Linked DNA regions of Mus musculus: regions 2 and 3 are each linked to region 1. A link is a contact called in public HiChIP or PLAC-seq and promoter capture Hi-C data. All regions are on one chromosome and are shown on one strand. Each heading gives the region's core, a stretch centred on a gene start, on an enhancer-like site or on the middle of the called end of the contact. The rest is flanking DNA. Distances are from core to core; before and after follow the strand shown. Region 1 holds the start of Clstn3 (calsyntenin 3). Region 2 holds the start of C1s1 (complement component 1, s subcomponent 1). Region 3 holds the start of 1700027F06Rik (RIKEN cDNA 1700027F06 gene).

What was found. HiChIP or PLAC-seq counts read pairs in DNA pulled down with a chosen protein or histone mark. Capture Hi-C pulls out chosen DNA fragments and counts their contacts.
Region 2: a promoter capture Hi-C map of adipose tissue shows a contact between it and region 1. The contact joins the promoter of C1s1 here to the promoter of Clstn3 in region 1. A contact is called at or near these places in 4 of 39 promoter capture datasets (the 3T3-L1 cell line, embryonic stem cells, liver and 1 more), 1 of 484 Hi-C or Micro-C datasets (uterus), 1 of 115 datasets of contacts at active chromatin or transcription factors (pancreatic cancer cells) and 3 of 9 other capture datasets (adipose tissue, liver and pancreatic islet).
Region 3: an H3K27ac HiChIP or PLAC-seq map of embryonic stem cells shows a contact between it and region 1, with 5 read pairs. The contact joins the promoter of 1700027F06Rik here to the promoter of Clstn3 in region 1. A contact is called at or near these places in 1 of 39 promoter capture datasets (liver), 1 of 115 datasets of contacts at active chromatin or transcription factors (embryonic stem cells) and 2 of 9 other capture datasets (adipose tissue and pancreatic islet).

The regions. Positions count from the first base shown.
Region 1 is chr6:124,462,100-124,466,116 of GRCm38.p6, reverse strand. Clstn3 (calsyntenin 3) reads left to right here and starts at 1,333. Exons shown (of 18, transcript NM_153508.4): 1 at 1,333-1,696; 2 at 3,885-4,007. The coding sequence starts at 1,633.
Region 2 is chr6:124,540,238-124,544,176 of GRCm38.p6, reverse strand. It overlaps C1s1 (complement component 1, s subcomponent 1), which reads left to right and starts at 1,818. Exons shown (of 12, transcript NM_001097617.1): 1 at 1,818-1,909; 2 at 2,689-2,844; 3 at 3,181-3,388; 4 at 3,679-3,856. The coding sequence starts at 2,822.
Region 3 is chr6:124,361,987-124,366,000 of GRCm38.p6, reverse strand. It overlaps 1700027F06Rik (RIKEN cDNA 1700027F06 gene), which reads left to right and starts at 1,515. Exons shown (of 2, transcript NR_131162.1): 1 at 1,515-1,682; 2 at 2,485-2,719.

The DNA of each region.
Region 1 (4,017 bases), core at 84-2,583:
GCTCTGGTCTGCTGTGTGTAGCCCTGGAGCGACTGAGACTTAACAAAGTCATTCCTGGCTTCAGCTTTTTCTGTGGAATGACCTTAGAGCTGTCTGTCATTCAGAACTTGAGCTTTCTGAGTGTCAGTCTTGGCCTCCGAGTCATTTCGGTCAGGTTTGGGAACCCCGAGGGACGGGCTTCCACTGGAGGCTGCTGTGGCAGGCAGTGTGTGGAGCAGCTGTGAGTTCTGGCTTTATTCTTAGACTGAGAGGAAGGGGAGGGAGGGGGCATTCAGAGGTGTGAGTTGGGAGTGAGGACCGCCACAGGAGACAGGAGCCACAGTACTAAAGGCCTGGACTCTAGGCCTTCACAGCTCTTCCCCTGCCCCCTTACCATTGGCTGAATATGGTTCTTAAACGGGTGTTCTTGGTCTTCTGGGGCATGTTTGGGGAGGCAGAGGAAATGACCATCAGTGAGGGATGAGTTCAAGGGAAGGCTGAAGATTTTATACTCTTTGATTTGGGACCCAGGGTTTCCCTCTCAGTTCCGAGTCCTGGATACCATCAGCCCTCAGCCAAGGCACATCCTAACGGCTTGGAGGATATTGAAATCATTGTGTACCATGTCTGCAGCTGCCCACTTGCCTCCCAAACTGACCAATGATGTGGGGCAGCTCGATCACAGTTTAAGGTGGGGAAATCAGGGACTGTAAGCAGTAAGAAAAGACGATCTCAGATGCAGATGAACTGCCCTTCCAGGAGCGTGTGTGGAAAGGGCTGCCGGGAGTCCTTCCTCTTCCTCACCTAGGGCTCTTGTCATAGGTTTTTTTTTTTGTTGTTGTTGTTGTTTTTTTTTTTTTTTGTCTGTCTATCTGTCCGTTAGGTTTTTCTGGCCCTCCGCTGTCGCCCACAGGGCCCTGAGTTGGAACTGAAATGCTAGAATTTCCTACTCGAGGTTTTGCCTCCAGGTTTCCAGAAAGCACGCAGCAGGGACTAGCTAATGGAATGGGCTGTGGAAAGAGGTTAATGCAGAATTGGGGGTGGGTGACGTGGATACTGCCTCTCTTGGCCACCCCCAAGGCTCTTGACGTCTCTGTCTCACCCTACCTCCTGCCTTTCGGCTAGGTCTTCTGATATCCTTCGTATCTTCTACCCACTCCATGGCTTTCCTGCTTCCTCTCTAGCCCCCGCAGTTCCTCTGCTCCCCCAAACTGCAGCCAGGGGAAAAAGCCCTAACACATTCTCCCGCCCCTGCTCCCCAGTCGCATTGGTTCCCTACCCCCCCTTGCAGCACCTGGTGCCCTCAGTCTTCTAATTGGCCAGCGGCCCCATCAATCCTTGCCTGGCTGTGCTGACGTCATCCTGCAGTAGCGGGGATGGGGTGGGAGTGAGAGAGAGATAGAGAGAGCAAGCGAGAGTGAGGACGCTGGGCTGGAGACTGAAGAGAGAAGCTACTGCAAGTCCCCCATCTCAGCCACCCAGCGGGTCTGAACACATCTGCTATATGGACTAGAGTGGTCGGCAGGCTCCTTTCCGATCTTGTCCCCCTGCCCTTCCCTCGTAGTCTCTGCATTTCTCCCCCAAGGTGGCATTAGCAGGCTTGAGGCTCCCAGGGGATAGGAACGCCTGGCCTGGCGTGCTTAGCACCGCACCATGACCCTCCTGCTGGTGTCCCTTTTGCTGGCCTCTCTGCTTCAAATCAGCTCTGGCAACAAAGGTGAGATAGACGGGGATGGGAGCCTCTGAACTGGGGCGTCAGGCTGAGCAATATGGGGGTAAGGAGGGAAGGGGATGTTCAGGCTCTCTGGTGTCCGAGACAGGTGTCCTTTCCTTTCTCACCACCCCCTTTCCATCCTTTTTTCAGACTGGCTCTCACTTCCAAGGGCCAGCTCCTCCTCGCTGGTCCATCTCTACATGTGCTTGCCTAACATCCTGCTTGTATATCTGTTCCCACCTGGGGTCTCTCTGCCCCCTCCCCCAACCCTTCCATGCTGGTAGATACCTCCTGTCTCAAAGGGACTTGCTCCCCGAGGGTGACATTCCCTCAGGTTCCGTTTCACTGGGTGTTCATGCATACTAAGGGTGTGTGGCAGATCCATCTGGCTGTCTTCATCCCTTCCTGGGGAGAAACTGTGTACCGCAGCTCAGTAATTCCGAGCACGTATGTATTTTCGTGTCTCTCTGCATCCATACCCTTCTGCCTGCATCCGCTGGGTTGTGGGTTACCACAGCTGCCCTCTCTGGCAGAGAGCAGATAAATTCAACTGGGTGAGACTGTCAGAGGGAAGGGGAGGTTGGGGCCAGGGGCCGAGGGTTCAGGTAGGTAGAGGGGACAGAGAAAGTCTGAAAAGGGAAGAAAAGGGTGTGTGTGGAGGGGTGCTCCAGGAAGGAGGTGAGAAGGGAATCTGAGGAGGGAAGGGGAGGTGAGGAGTGGGAATAAGAAGTGGATCAGAAAGGAGGAAGGTAGAGGCAGAAGGAGGAAAGGAGAGAAGTGGGGGAGGAGGAAATCAAGGAAGAGCCAGGAAGCAAAGAAGGGATGAAGAACGGATATAGGGCAGCAGGTAGACATAAGACAGGGGTAGGAAGGAGGGCTCATTTGGTAAGGGCATAAAGACAGGGTTGTAGGGTGCCTGGCTCGGCCCTTGGTACCCTCTGCTCTTCTGTCTGCTGTCTCCCATGTCTGGCTGGAGCTCCTACCTCAGGGTGGTCCTCCTGGCTCTCAGGCTTCTTCTCACTTCCTGCTCGGCCTCCCATACACCATCTCGAGGCCTTCATTAAGGGAGAGGGTTACGGTGGTCATCCCCACGAAATGGAGAGGCCTGCAGATACCAGGATGTTGGTTGGGCTGTGGTTATGGGAATGGACAGAAATCAAAATTTCTTGCTCATCATGAGACACTGGGGTGAGAGCCCTCTGGTGACTCAGTTTCTCTCTGATGATCTATCCTCCCCTCTCCATGTCTGCCTTTGGGAACATGGATGGGGGGCATAGTGGAGTTAGGTGGAGCAAGTGGTGGAGGTTGGTTCTAGGGATGTATGTTTTCCCTATGACATCTCGAGAGCTTGAAGGAAGTTGATCCTGGGGAAGAGACCCTCCTTGAGAGGAGTCTGGTAGGAGACAGTGTGATGTGGAATAGGCAAAATTAGGGTTCAGACAGGTCTGTGGGGGAGCACGGGGTGTGGAGATCCCGAGAGGACCTAGAATGTACCGGTTATGATTGTATTCTCTTGGGTGTGGGGATGGGAAGGGAGGGATTTGCTGTGTTTCTAGGCCAGCTCCATAATCCCTTAGGATGGGTCCAGGCACAGCGCTGATTTCTATCTTCTATCCCTTCCCCTCTGCCCCCTCCTGCTGTCCTATATAATTGCCTTCTTTCCTTTCTCCTTTTCTGGGAGAGCGGTCTGAAGTCTGGGCCCGATCTGGAGAAGTATAGGGTGAAGGGTTGAAATCCAGCAGGTGGGAGAAGGGGTAGAAAGGGGGTAAACGACTGAGATTTCAGGAAACTGGGCTCTACTCTTGCCCCAAGTCTTAACTCTCAGTTCATCCTTCCCGTCCTTTCTCAAGACCTTCCGAGGGCTCACCATTGTTTCCTGAGGTTCCCATCACCATTTGCTACGGCAAAAAAAGACCTTATAGGAGATTCTCTACCCCTAACCATGATTCTCAGGGAGAGACAGTAGTCCCTTCCCCACAGGAAGGTAGTTGCCATGAAACTGTCTCTCCAGTTATAGAAGGCTGTGACCTCCTACGAGAGTTGCTGGTTCCTTCTGTAGCTCATCCTTCTCCCTCCGGCAAGGTGGCAAGGCATGAAAAAGGGGTCGCTATTGGGTGCAGGGTTAACAAGGGCAGCATCCTGGGAGTGGATGGTCAGCTCACTTTCTCTCTTCTTCCTGGGGTGGGGCCAGCCAACAAGCACAAGCCATGGATCGAGGCAGAGTACCAGGGCATTGTCATGGAGAATGACAACACGGTCCTGTTGAACCCACCACTCTTTGCCTTGGATAAAGATGCTCCACTGCGCTATGCAGGTAACTGGCA
Region 2 (3,939 bases), core at 569-3,068, 78 kb before region 1:
CACATTAACTCCACAGGCAGGCCCATGAGCCCCATCCTGTCCCACACTTGGAGCTGGATGAAGTGGGCCCTACTGCAGGCTTGGCAGCAGGTTTAGAGATACATAGCCCTCCATGTTTCTTCCCAGGGATACCCTTCTTTTAAAGAATGATATTCAGTAGCCAAAGGGCAGTGTGCTAATGGGGGGATGATGCCCCCATATCTCTCTGTCTCTCTCCCCCTCTCTCTCTGTCTCTCTGTCTCTGTCTGTCTGTCTGTCTGTCTCTGTCTCACTCTGTCTCTCTGTCTCTCTCTGTCTCTGTCTCTCTCTGTCTCTCTTTCTGTGTATGAGGGGGAGGGGGAGGAGGAGGAGGAGGAAGAGCAACGTTCATTACTATTTAAAATTTTTCTTTTAGATTTAATTATTTGATTTTATGTGTATGAGCATTTTGCCTGCATATATGTATGTGTTCGACATGAATGCCTGGTGGCCATAGAGACCAGAAGGTGTCAGGTTTCCTGGAACCAGAATTACATCGAAAGTTGTGAGCCAGTGAGATGGCTCAGTGGTTAAGTACACTGACTGCTCTTCCAAAGGTCCTGAGTTCAAATCCCAGCAACCATGTGGTGGCTCACAACCATCCGTAATGAGATCTGATGCACTCTTCTGGTGTGTCTGAAGACAGCTACAGTGTACTTACATATAATAATAATAAACAAATCTTTAAAAAAGAAAAGAAAAAAATGTTGTGAGCCACCATGCCAGTGCTGGGACTTGAACCTGGGTCCTCTGGAAGAACAGCAGTGCTCTTCACCTCAGAACCATCTTTTCATGTCTTTGTTAATAAATAATTTCCAAATGGACTTAGAATGATGCTTGAGGGCAAATGTATTAGAATTGGAGAAACAACATTAGGCAAGCCTTTTTGGATCTTAGGTAGCCCAGGTTGACCTCCAAATGACTATATAAAGAAAGACTGTCCCTGATTTTCTGATAGCTCCTGGCTTCACTTCCTAAGTACTGAGGTCATAGCTGTGCATCAAATTAAACAAGAAACAAATGTACTATACAGAACTAGCCAGCCTGATATTCTCTATGTAGTCCAGGCTAGACTCAGATTCTCAGAAATTCTTCTCCTGGACTTACAGGCATTAACCACCTTGCCCAGCCTTGAGATGGGACTTTCGGGACGAAGAAACTTTGAGTGCACATGCCGTCTAGGTGTAAATTGTCTCGAAGGCAGGATGAGTTGCATTTATGTATTAATTAAAGAAAGAATTGCATTGGCATGTTCTCAGAAGACAGCTTGCAGGAACTGTTGGTTCACCTATGATGTGGGTCCCAGGGGATGTAGAGTTCATGTCTTTCTGCCTGGAGGTAGGTACCTTTCTAAGCTGAGCTATCTTGCCTCCTAGAGCCTCCAGACAATGGCTTCTACTTCTGATGACTCTCTTCCTTTGATTCATGAATCACACAGAGGGTTGGACTTTCTGAGTTTAGTTTTCGTCCCTCCTGTTAAGCCTTCCCTCCTTAAGAAGATAAATCACCTGACTTCCTCAAAAGCTCTGAAACACACCCTTTGGCTGTAAGAGAGAATTAGGCAATCTCAAAATTCCCCATTCCCCCCTTTTGCTCTGGACCTCTCAGCCCAGCAAAGCTGGTGCAGTTCTTGTTTTAAACGCAGAGGGCACTCTAAGATCAAGGCTGATTACTCTTAACTAGATTGTGATCTCCCAGCCCCCTCTGTTTGGAACAGGGAATTTTGGACATGCAAAAACACACTCCCTTAGGGAATCTTTAGAGCAAACAGAACAGGGAGGTGGGGAGGAGCTTCCTGCAAAGGCCACTCCCTCTGGAGCTGCAGGGGCTTAACTGCATGACCAGAGGCAGGAGAGGAGGCTGGCCCACTTGTTCCCATCAGCTCCTGAAGGTAACAACTTTAAGAGCAAGCCTTAAAGAGAGAAGCTTTGATGAAGGAAGAGGGAAAGACAAGGAACCATGTACAGTAAGGTTTGGAGCAAAGATGGAGGGTTGGAAGGAGCTCAGCGAGAGGTCAGAATACAGACACGGGTTCTCACATGTAGGACCCAGCCCCACCCCACAACAGCCTCATCCTTTCACACAGCAGTGTTTCAGGGGTCAGAGGCAATTTGTGAAAGACTTTTCTGGGAACTATGGGAAGATACCTTGCTCTTTAAGCAAAGGACAAAACAAACCAACTCGAGAAAAGTAAGGGAAAGCATATCTGAATGTCCTGACTTTTCTCAGCTTTCCCTTTTCCAGCACTCTGCATCCTATCACCACACGGCCGGCCATACTTTCTTTCTGATTAGCGTCTCCCAAGGTCCCTTCCTGTCCCTACTGAAGGAAACACTTTCCTCCTTCAGTGGCCATTGGGCCACCAGCAGAAGCAACACCTGTAATAGCTTGTCAAAGGGGGCAGGCTTGAATGGGAGAGGATCTGTCTGGAAGCTCCAGCCTGTTTGGAAATGCAGAGACCGATGCAAGGGGCCAGGAGTGGGTGGAGGAGGACACAAAAGACAGGGAGAAACTCCTCACTCAATTGTAGGAATATTGGAAGATGTTTGGGGACAGGGTTAATTGAGGGCTGGTCTGGGAAGTTAGTCTAAATCTCACTGGGGAGGGTGTCATGGTATCATGTGATGACCATTCCTGACAGGTACCTATTTCTATGGTATTCTTTCAAAGGTGACACTGAGCCCTGGGTGGTCCCTCACTACCAAAGCAAGCACCTGTATTTGTCAGATAAAGACAGCCAGGACTGCTGACTGCCCTTTACCTCCAAAATCAGAGAGCCAGAGAGCCAGAGAGCCAGAGAGCCATGGGCAAATCGCCAGGGATGTGGTAAGTGATCAGGTATCTACAGAAATGACTCCATCTCTACCTTTTTTCTCTCTTTCACAGTTTTGGGACAGTGTGTCACTATGCAGCCCAAGCTGGCGTAACATCACCCTTCCTCTGTCCCCAGAGTGCTGGACTTAGACACAGGCCTGTTGTATGTGATTTCCCATTTCTCTAGAAAGAGCTCAGATATGAACCTTGACTTTTAATTATTTATTTATTTATTCTGTATATATTTGTTTATTCCATGACATGTTGGCTGCCTAACGGTCAGAGTTCTGCATGAAGCCATCGGTTCCCGGCTTCCCACCTCTGTGTGACTTTTTTTTCCTCTTCCAGGTGTTTGGTCCTGTTTTCTCTTTTGGCATCATTTTCTGCTGAGCCCACCATGCATGGGGAGATCCTGTCCCCTAATTATCCCCAGGCGTACCCCAATGACGTCGTGAAATCTTGGGACATTGAAGTCCCAGAGGGGTTTGGGATTCACCTTTACTTTACCCATGTGGACATAGAGCCGTCAGAGAGCTGTGCATACGACTCAGTGCAGGTATATTACAGCACAGGAGGGAGAGGGATGGGAGGAGCGGGGGGGGGATGGAGGAATGAGAGGATTTAGGGGGCTGTGTGTTGTCAAGCCGTCCTATGGGGTAGGGGCATGGCTCAATGGCAGGGTACTTGCCATGCAAGGACATGTCCCTGAGTTTGGTCCCCAGCACTGGGGGAACATGAGGTGGGGGTGGGGGAGACAGACCGGACAGACAGACGGAGCTGGAGATCGGGAGTAAAGGTTCTGCTCTCTTTGCCCATTCTCAGTTTTACATTTCCTTCTTCTCTTAGATAATCTCAGGAGACATCGAGGAAGGGAGACTCTGTGGCCAGAGGACCAGCAAGAGCCCCAACTCCCCCATTATAGAAGAGTTTCAGTTCCCATACAATAAACTTCAGGTGGTCTTTACCTCAGACTTCTCCAACGAAGAACGGTTTACGGGCTTTGCAGCATACTACACTGCCATAGGTAAGGCATCCGTCTGTACGTGACATCTGGATCAAACTAAAAGATGGGAGGCAGGTAAAGGACCACGCAGTGCATGAAATGAG
Region 3 (4,014 bases), core at 266-2,765, 100 kb after region 1:
AGTACCAAACATTTACTGGAGGACGTTCCTCATCAGCAGCCAAAATTACACTGTCAGTTTCATTATCAACATTTTCACATCGAACACAAGTGTGTATATGTGCACGCGTGCATACGTTGCACACATGAGATCTACTAAGGAGATAGACCTTGATTGTCCTTGACTGTCATTCACTCTCTTACTGAGTTGCTTGACTGAGTGTCTCTTCACCGAGCGCGTGTAGAGAGCCTGTTAGGAATGCTATGAATAGGGTCTTGATGTGCACCTGTTGACTGGCTAGATGAGCAGAATCTACTGAAAGATCTTTTAAATTTTTTTTTTTTTTGCTTGATTGCTAAGATAGTAAATGATATTTAAATTAATAAATCTGATTTGTGGTAATAGAGATTGAGCATTATAATATAAATTGTTGCAAAACCAAAAGAGAAAAAACAGTATTCAATGTAGTTTAAGTTTATAACCTAAGTTTTTAAACTTTTTTTTTATGTAAAGATGATGTGTTTTGCCTGTGTGTCTATAACTAGACCCACGATGGTTGTGAGACACCATGTGGGTACTGGAATGTTAACGCAGGTCCTTTGCAAGAGTGACAAGTGCTCTTAACTACAAAGTTATCTTTCCAGACCCTAAACTCAATTTTTAATGGAAAATGATAAAACAGCTCAACAAGAGTTACTCATAGTCTATAAAAGGTACGGAACAGTCAGAGTTGAGAGAACAACAGATGAATGGACATGAATTGGCAGACAAGATGGAAAAAATCTGCAAAAATTTAAATACAAGAGGAAAAAATAGTACGGATATAGAGTACCACCGGCCCCAGCAAACAATGAATGAATGGCAACTCGGTAATTCACATGAATGAAGAGGAGCTCAGAGAAACCAGATGCAATCGCGGTTCTTGTGGCAAAACAGCAGAACCGAGTTGTGCTTGCCACGTGATCCCATTCACCCGTCCTGCCCAGTGCTGATAGGAGATGGATGAAGGGCCTCAGTGGGGTGGTTCCTTTTTGGATTCGAGACCCTCAATCCTCAATTTACTGTTGCATGTTTCAGCTTCCACGGGGAAATGAAAAGAGGCAGAGAAAGAGACAAAGAAGAGAGAACACAGTTGCCTTTTAAAGGCAAGATATTGGGCAACCCCTAGCTTATCATCAGAGGTAAACTGAGGTAAAGAACTTGGGTGGAGGGTGGCGTTTACAGTCTCACCCCACTTGCGGTTCCCTCTCTGCTTTCTCCACACAGGTGGGGACATTATCTCTGACTATATACTGGCATGCCTCCCCTGCCAGTTCGAACAATAAGCCAAAGTGCCACAGTGTTTTCTCACAGCAAGGAAAACAACACAAGGAGCGCCCTCTGGATTAACCTCTGGGCTAGCATAGGATGGACTGAGGTCTTCTAGGGCAGAGGCTAATCAGCCCCTGCCTGGCTCTCACAATCTCCCATTGTGCTTGAAGCAGTGACTTCACATCCGAGGTAGCCTACTGGTACCAGCAGGGGGCAAGGTAGCCCATACCTTTCTCATACTCCCAGCATGTACTTCTCAGGGATCCACTCAAATCCCAGTCCGGGGATCTTTTTTGTGGCCAGTGTCCTCGGTTTCATCATGGGACACTGTATTTTCCTCTTTCTCATTATCCTGATGATTCATCAGTGTAGAAAGAGGAGAGTGTTCCAAGGTAGAGAACAGCAGCATCCTGGGAATTCCGAGAGCTGTAGGTAGTGGGCAGGAAGAACGGTTGCTGTGGGAGACCGGATTTGAGCCTCGACTTCCCCAAACTTTCTGGACAATGACATTTGTTCTCCAGATTCTCAAACTCAGTGACTTTAGTGTCAAGAAATATGGTGTCATAGCAAAAGGATATTTTTCTGAAGTTCTAAAGTAGAACATGAGGTCAGGAAAGAGGCTCTGACTGGGGTAGGAATTGTAGGGTTGTCCAGAGGCATGAAGGGCATGGGATCTGATGGCTAGAGAGCAGACTAGTGAGCACAGGGAGAGTCTATATTAAGGCATTTTAGGTGCGATTTTTGTTGTTCAGCCTTTGCTTTAGTTATTTCCACATGTGAATATGTGAATATTATTTCCATGTGGTTACAAGTCAGGATGACTCTGATGGCCACGAGACAGGAAGGGGAAAGAATTGGAGGCAGGAGAAGGTTCCTTAGTCTGTCTCTCTCTCTCTCTCTCTCTCTCTCTCTCTCTCTCTCTCTCTCTCTCTCTCTCTCCTGCATCAGGTGAGGGAGATACTTAGTATGTGCACAGTATCTGCACATAGCATTCTGAGTCTCCCCCAGAGGCTCTTCCATGTTCTGAAGATATCAAGACATTTATGGGACCCCCAGAGGACCTCAAGTTCTCTCTGCTAGAAGAAAACATTTCAAGGCCAAGTTTCTGCTCTGAGCCTTATCCAATACTCATTCTTTGGGTCACAATTATCATAAGATCCTAAGCTTTCTTTTTCTGTTTTTCATATTGCCCAGAGGAAGAACTGATGGAGAGACTCCTGAATGAGGAAGAGAAGGCTGGAAGTCTGGTTTGTGAGCTCAAGACCATAGCGTATCACTGAAGGGACCAATGTGGCTGTACTGAAACCATCTGCACCATGGTCCAGGCTAGGGCTTCAGAGGACACCGCAGTGGTCACCAGCTGTTTTGATGCTGCACTGTGGCCTCACTTTTTATAAACTATCCCAAAATAACCATTTGTGCCCTTCTCACTCGTGTCTGTGATTTAGAACTCTGCGACCATCTAATGACTTCAGTACAGGCTGATTATATAGAACGGGCAAAGCAGCTCCTTGACATATGTGTACTTCCTGCATCTTAAGCGGGACAGATACCAGGTCCAGCATCAGAGCTGATGTTCTCCCAACCTCACAGTGAAGAGGGTTGAATAGCCTAGACATGTTTTATGATGATTACAACATTGTTTCTCCCACAATTTTGGCCTTCTTCCCAGTGGCTTTGGAAAATGGTAACAGGAGGCACATTTAGGTATAACTTTCTGGGAAAAGTACTAAGTTAAGAATACCCGAAATAGAAAAACTCAGATACATTCTTGGAATAGAGAAACTGGTTGGAAGCAGAATGTTTTCAAGCTCCTGATTTTTAAAATTTTGGTGGTGGGGGGATTATTAGATTTCATTTTACTTCTAAGTGTAATTAAGCCTTTTAATGGCTGAGTGACTGGGGCACAGTACATCAAATGTTTTCATCAGGATAATAAATATGAACCTCTAGCTCCCAGTGAAGCCTACCTCACACTTCTCAAGCACAGTACATTTTATTTCATTTTGTTGGTAAATTAATGCACTTTTGCTGTCCTGATAGTTAAGCTCAGGGTCTCATATATACCACGTAACGGCTCTACTACTAGATGACATCCGTCTAGCCTTATAGTAATGTTTTAAAAATGCAGTGAAAGCATGTGTGGGTTTTAGTTGGAAAAACAGTTTGTGTAACTTGTTCTTACTTCCTCTGGCTATAAGAGAAGATCGGATTGTCTCCTCCGGTGGGCAAGAGCAATGTTTGAAACGGATCACAGTCTACTGCTAGGCTAGTCTACAGAGGTATAGACTATACTTCTGTTCAAAATGTTATAGCCATGATGAAGGTAGCCTTCTGGAGACATTGCCTTAGAAGTGCTCATGACAACATCTTAGAAAATAGCTGTAAATGATTACATTTCCACCATTGCTATCTCTACCATCTTGGAATTATTTGTCTGCAGAAATAAATTGCTTTTCTGACAGGAAAGCCTATGTCAAGCAAGTGAGTTCTCTGAAGATGACCCGCCATTTTGTATGGCTGTGATGGGTGCCCTCTGAGATGTAAGGCCCTCAGAGACTTTATCCCAGGATTGTTTCTTGCAGCACGTGCCTAGCCTGTCACGATTACATAGCCTAATGATTCCTGGGCATCAGCCTACCCTATTGGGCAAATTTCCTGCAGATCCAACATGAAGACAAGTGTTTACGAATTAATGCTGTTTAGATGAATTAATGACTGTAG